2 separate regions of the Cricetulus griseus genome follow, and region 1 is linked to region 2. A link is a contact called in public Hi-C data. All regions are on one chromosome and are shown on one strand. The core of a region is the stretch at or near the end of the contact, and the rest is flanking DNA. Distances in the headings are between cores, read along the strand shown.

Region 1 (3,528 bases), core at 552-3,051, 68 kb before region 2:
GTCTCTGTGTCTCTCCCTCTCCCCCCCCCTCTGTCGTACATGTTGTGTCTTAGCTTTTTGCATCGTTTCGTTTTACCTTCCTCATTTAGCAGAAATGATCGCGGGTATTTCACACATAAACGTGTTCCAGATTCCTGGATTCAGGGTCCTTGTAAATTACAGGACTCGGGTTCGGTCTCAGTTACGTTAAGTTTCATGCGATATCCCCCAAATAAATAAAATAATAATAATAATAATACATTTCTGAGGGTGAGTGAGCGAGACGAGGTGGAAGAGGAAAAGAAGCCTCCAGTCTGATTTCTGTAATTTACTAGCGACCCGGATCGCAGCAAATAACAGTGTAACACGAGCGTGGCTTTAGAGGGTTGGGGAGCTCTTTCTGGAGGCATCGACCCCATCCCCGGATAAAGGATCTGCAAGTTTTCTGTCATCGCGACCATGCAATGCCATAACTTACCTTCAGAATGAGTCTTTAAACAACCAAGCAGCCAAGGCCTTCCTCCTCCCCTCCACCGCCACCACCCCCAGCCTCGCTCTCTCCACCTTAAACTTATTGACACAACATAATCCCACATTCAAGCAAAATCCTGACACAGCCTCCCTCCTCCTCTCCCCCCTCCTCTCTTCCCTCCCGTTTCTCTCTCTCTCTCTCTCTCTCTCTCTCTCTCTCTCTCTCTCTCTCTCTCTCTCTCTCTCTCTCTCTCTCTCTCTCTCTCTCTCTCTCTCTCTCTCTCTCTCTCTCCTCTCTCTCTCTCTCTGCCCTCCCTCTCCTTCTCCCTCTCTCGCCCTTCTTCGCCCTCTTCCCCTCTCCCCTGTTCTTCCTCCAGGCTACTCTGGCACTAGAACAGCACTTTCTCCACTCGCCGCGCATTTGGCTGGGGGGGTGGGGGTGGGGGGATGAGGGGGGACACCGATCTCGGGGCCGGAACACCCCAATCCTAACTCTCCAGATGAACGAGCAACCGGGCTGCTGGTTCCCGGTCACCGACGCACACACGAAAACCGAGCCCAGACCCACCGAGGGCAGCCTTCCCGTACCTTCCTCCCCTGCCCCGGGGCTCCCCCAAGGCCCCACCTCCCCCCCGGCAGCCGAGCCCTGCCCGGGGCTCCTCCACGTACTTTCGCCTCCTTGAAGTTTGGGGCTCTCCGGGCGGCCACGAGCCGCCCCGCCGGCGTTGAGGACCGCTCCGTTGTTGTTTTCCTCAGGCGCCTCAAGCCCGCGCCCCAGCTCCGTGCCCCCTCAGGCGGCGCTGCCCGGGCGCCGAGAGGTGCTCGCCTGCAAACGCAGCCTGGCACCGGCTGGCCTACTCCTCCCCAGCCCGGCCCCCAGCTCGCGCTCGCCGGGCAGCGCCGCGCGCCCCCCCGGCCCGGGCCCGCCGCCGGCGCGGCGGCCGCGACCCTCGGCCCGACCTCTCGCCACCCAAAGTTTTGGCTGAGGGGAAAGTGGCCCGCGAGGCGCCGGCCGGTGGCGGCTCGGGCTCCGGACGCGCGGGCTCCCCTCGCCTTCCTCAAGTCCACCCTACCGGCTGCCGCCGCCGTCGCCGCCGCCGCCGCCGCTCCTGCCGCGGAGTCCTCGGGCTGCAGCCCCGGCGGCTCGCAAGTGAGTAGGAAAACAGAAAGTGCGGGAGAGCGCCCGCGAAGGCTGCGGATGGCGGGCGCCTACCTCGCGGGCTCGCCGCGGCGCGAGGGCGTGTGTGTGGCTCGCCCTCAGTGGCCAGTCAGGGGCTCTCTATGGGAAAGTGGAGAGGAGCTCGCGGAGCCGCGCTGCCTCCGCTCCACTGTACACTGCTCCACATACAGTACATGCAACCCGGAGAGACTGAAAACACTCATTTTATATAAGGCAGCCTGCCATTGGCCCGCGCCGTGACGGACGGGCGGCTCAGCCAAACAGGAGGCGCGTTACACCCAAACACACGCACACATACACACATTTCACAGAGACACACAAAGATCATCACATTTTCTATTTTCTAATGTTCGGGACCTGTAGACAGTGGGCGAGGACAGGTAGAGAGGCCCAGCAGAGTGAGGGTCGCGGGGGAAAGCCCTCTCTGTACCAAGTTGCCTGCCTTGGAACTGGTGTCCTTTTGACTTGGGAGGGTTATGGTAATAAACTACAACTCCACTGGATATGGAAGTGAGGGGGGGTGGGTTTGATCGCTGCCTTGTGGTGCCCCATGAAAGAGGCGAGCATTGTGTTATGATTTTACATCCCGGCCTGCTAACAAGTGGCCGAGAGACGCTTTTATCGGCTTAGATTTCTTTTGTCAATGGGTTAGCCATCACATAGGCCAAAATAGTGCAAGATAAGTTTATCAAGACTAGAATGCATCGAGATTGTTAATGCCTCATTCGTAGACAAATTCAGAGGGGGGAAAAAAAAAACAATACAACACACAGGAATAAAGATATACCTTTTGCTAAAACAGCCGAATGTGCACTTAAAAGTCGGGAGGCAATCACCTGTGTGGGCACGCAAGATGTGCTGAAAGGTAAAACCTCGTGGAAAAAAAAATGACTATTAACAGTTTGCCTTAGAAATAGGCCTTTTGGTTCAATATAGCATATATATATATATATATATATATATATATATATATATATATATATATCTCCCCTTTATATATTGCCCACTGTATGTGACTGCTGTATGTTTGGTGACGTCTAGAGATGGTGAATGTGACACGTAGTCTTCTTTTTTCTTTTTTATGTGTATTAGTGTTTTTGTCATGGATGTCGGGTCCCCTGGAACTGGAGTTACAGACCGAGTTGTAAGCTGACTTGTGGGTGTTGGGAATTGAACGCTGGTCTTCTGGAAGAGCAGTCGGTGTTCTCAAGCCCTGTAATACCTAACTTTGATGATATTTTTTCTTTGCTACATCTTTGGCAGATCATGTTTAACAGTTTGATATAAACAAGCCAAAGGTTACTGAGAAAAAGTCAAACCTAGGAATTAGAATAAAATTCACACTCAAGTTCTTGACTAGTTAAGCAATAAGTAAATGAGGTTTTTTAGTCTCTTTCATTCTTAGATTTGATTTTAGTTTTTATTTGAAGATTAAAATAAGCTTTTCCGAGATTGCCTTCATTAAATGGTTATTCAGCATCTACAACTCATTGGCACTATTCTAGGACCCAGATGTTTTCCTGGGGTTCCTTCTGACCAAGATCCAAATTTTTCAAGAATCTTAAGTATCAACAGTTTTGAAGATTAAATAGTATAATTTTTATAGTCTAGCTGATAGTTTAAAATTTAAAAGAAAACTGAATAAGATAACTTTTTAACTTTATTTTACTTTTTGAGACAGAGTCTGACTATGTAGCCTTGCCTGGCCTGAAACTGGCTTTGCAAATCAGGCTGGCTTTGAACTCACAGAGATCCCACTGCCTCTGTCTCCAGAGTGCTGAGATTAAAGGAATGGGCCACAACATCCATCCCAGCCAGCCTAGATGCCAGCCTAAGATATTTTTCCCATAGCCATAAATAAAATGAGAAAAAGGCAAATTTGTGAAGTTTATAAAACA
Region 2 (3,494 bases), core at 354-2,853:
TCACCCTCAGATCGTGGCCCCCCCCCATTCCCCTCCAACTCCACACATTCTCTTTGGGATCTGAACAACCCCCCCACCCACTCCCCCTCCCTCTTCTGCCGAAGCAGGTCTCCAGCAACTACCTAGCTCTGTGTCTTTAAATGAATTTCCTTTCACATATCTATGTGTACATCCTAATGGTTCTGTCTTTCTGGAGAACCCTGACTAACACAGGAAATAATGCTGTGTTGCCCACTTTTGGTGTTGAGTAATTCATCCCCTCCCCTCCCCTTTTGGTGCTAGTGATCAGAGCCAGGAAGGACTCTACATGTGTGACACAAGCCCTTTACCATCAAGCTACAGCCTTCCCTCCACCCCTCACCACCACTCCTTGTCCCTTACTTCTTCTTTTAATAGTTGAAAGGCAAATATAAGGAACTAGAAATTCAACCTAGGAGAGCAGCTCAGACCACAGCTCCTTTTCTCATACTGTAGCCGGGAGATGAGGCAGTGATACAAAGGTGGAGAGAATGACTTCTTTAATCAATGTCAAGGCTCATTACTTTGCAGCTAGCCTAGAAAATTGCTGGAACCTTCTTCAGGATTAGACGGGTATTGCTGCCCTTGCTTTTCTAGAAGCCTGTGGAAATGAAGGATCCTTTTGACAGAAGGTGGGGTTGTTGCTAGAAGAATGGCAGCGGCTGCCGAGAAGCAATCTTCATGCCCTCTGTGGAGTAGAGAAAACAGCTGGGCAGATTATATTTTCATCAACTATGTCTTTGCCTAGTGCACAGGTGGACACGTAAATTATATGATAAATCACAGGCATTCCAGCATACCCATCAAACCCTGTCAGTGATGTCTCCTGAAGCCTTGGGAATCAGAAGTTCATTGAGTGCATTAGTCACAATTACACCAGTTATGTGAGTGTGTGTATGGCATATATACTTGTTTCAGTGTATTTACATGTGTGCACGCGTGCGTGCGTGCGTGCGTGCGTGTGTGTGTGTGTGTGTGTGTGTGTGTGTGTGTGTGTGTGTGTGTGTGTGCACAAATGGAGAAACTGACAATGAGTGTGTTTATCACTTTCTATGTCATTTTTTGAGATGGGGTCTCTCACTGAACATGGAGTTCATCAATTCATAGTCTGTCTACCCAGTGAAACTCAGGGATCTGTCTGACTCCAGCCACTCTCCGGTTCTGGGGTTACAAATGCGTATCACCTTGTTTGGCTCCTTTTTCTTTCCTGCCGAGGGTCCATGCACAGGTCCCCATGCTCTAAGGCAGGAACTTTCCTGACTGAGCCATCTCCCCAGTCCATTGCTTTTCTTTTTTTTTTTAATGTTTCACCTACTGTGAAAAAGGAATCATTAAAACAGGGAGAAGCAATATTAACAATAAGCTTCATGTTACATGTTCAATTTTTTGCCTCTGTTGAGGCTCTCGCTTAACTTTTGGGAGCACAAACCTCCTCATTTATGAACAAGAACTAATGCTAGATAGTCCCAGTGTCTCTTCTAGGGCAAAACTGAAAGTGAGCTTTCTAGAGTAAAAGGTAGTAGTGTTTTGATTTCTTATGATTATAAGGATTTGATTCATCAGTATTCAAGTGGTCCTGTGTCATCCATGATGACTCAGTGGCAACGTTCAGCACATTATTCAAGCCTTTTCTATGACTCATGCTATGTGTAACTGCAAAGTGAAGTCTTTGCTCTTTCCTGAAAAACCAAAAAGAACCCTTTTTTAAAAAAAATATAAAACAGGGCAGACATTTGGGAACTTTTAAGAAAGAGATCTGGTTAATCATATAAATGGTTGTTAAGGCTTTTAAAAGTTATTTAAAAGCTTGTCAATAACATAATGCCAAGAACCTATGTCCCCATGTGCCCCCCCCCAACACAACACAACACAAGTACCAGTAGGATAAAGATTTCACTATGCCTGCCCTGGAAGTTCTGGCACGGAAGTGCATAAAGGGAGCGTCAGGTAAAGGGGTGTCTGGTTTGCCTCGTTTGAAGCTGGTTTGTTTGACGTACACGTTAGTATACGCTGAGCTATTTGAGTCTGTTCTGCTATTATAAAATACCACAAACTGGCTAATTTAAAAAGAAAAATGGAATTTCGCACAGTTCTGGAGGCTAAGAAGTCCAAGATCAAGGAGACTGAAGGTTTGTCTGTGGAGGGCTGCTCTCTGCTTTTTAGATGGTATCTTACTAACACATACAGAACCCAAAGGAGCGAGAGTCCTCAGGCTGCAAAGAGCAAGCAAATTGAAGGTTGTGTGAAGCCTCTTCCACAAGGGTGTTAATCTCATTCAGAAAGATGTCCTTAAGACCAAATCACTTCTTAAAGACCCCATCTTTTAATATTGCCACACAGAAAACACTTGATGCTTTGGGAATTTAAATACATATGCATATCCTTAAGTATAACAAGAATGATTTTCTTCTACAGATTTCACAGTAAATCTTTTATTTCTTTGCTGTGTTTTGTTCTTCTCTTGCCTCATCCTCCTGAGGGCTGGGCTTATAGGCAAGTACCATCACCCTAGGCAGCACAGTTATTTTTTCTTCTGTTTGTTTATCTATGAAACAAACTTGAACAGATAAGGTTCTATTAGTCTTAGATATACCACAGAGCCTTCTCTACTCACCAGGCTAATTCCCTTTTCTCTCTGGCCAGTTTTTGAAGAATATCAGGATATAGTTTGTGCAGGGGGTGGAGTAATAGGCCGTGCTATTCCTGGTCACAGTGTCAGGTATAAAGAGATATACAATGACAAACCAACTCAGATTTCTTTCCATTTATTTTCTTCATGGATAAGTCCTTTTGATGGAATTTCAAGGAGTCAGGGTATATTATTGTCAATCTACAATAATCATTCACCTATCTTGCTCTTTTAAAAAATAAAAAATTTGATGTATATGTATGTGTGAATGCTTGTGTGAGTTCATGTGTACCACATGTGTATAGGTACCTGAGGAGGCCAGAGGAGGCCATTGGATCCCCTAGATTAGGAAGAACAGGAAGTATAGTTGGTTGTAAGACACTGATGTGGGTGCTGGGAATTGAACTCTGGTCCTCTGAAAAAGCAGTAAATTTTCTTAATGAATGAACAATCTCTGTAGACCTGGTTATATTTTTATTGTTGTTATAGAGTCAAAAGTCATGGGTGTGGTGCCACATGTTTTTAATCATGGCATTTGTGAGGCAAAGGCAGATAAATCTCTGTGAGTTCCAGCCAAGCCTTGACTACATAGTGAGATCCCATGTCAAAAATAAACAAACTAAAGTCATGACTATGTTTTAAAACTTTTTTGTTTGTTTGTTTTGTTTTGAAACAGGGTTTCTCAAGCCGGGCGTTGGTGGCGCACGCCTTTAATCCCAGCACTCAAGAGGCAGGCAGATCTCTGTGAGTTCAAGACCAGCCTGGTCTCCAGGGCGAGTGCCAGAATGGGCTCCAAAGCTACACAGAGAAACCCTGTCTGGAAAAAAAGAGACAGGGTTTCTCTGTA

What was found. A called contact is a pair of places that touch in the nucleus more often than the background predicts.
Region 1: a Hi-C map of the CHO-K1 cell line shows a contact between it and region 2, with 2.6 times the contacts expected there. The contact joins the promoter of Bbx here to the enhancer-like site in region 2. A contact is called at or near these places in 3 of 8 Hi-C or Micro-C datasets (the CHO-K1 cell line and fibroblasts).

The regions. Positions count from the first base shown.
Region 1 is chr4:40,775,445-40,778,972 of CriGri-PICRH-1.0, reverse strand. Bbx (HMG box transcription factor BBX) reads right to left here and starts at 1,801. Exons shown (of 16, transcript XM_035444515.1): 1 at 1,664-1,801.
Region 2 is chr4:40,707,655-40,711,148 of CriGri-PICRH-1.0, reverse strand. No RefSeq gene overlaps it. Among named protein-coding and RNA genes, the nearest start is that of Bbx, 68 kb to the left of the region's middle. Within about 2 kb of position 1,603, at least 3 of the 6 cell types and tissues checked have open chromatin away from gene starts, as enhancers often do. A contact at or near this core is called in the CHO-K1 cell line and fibroblasts, where this site is marked.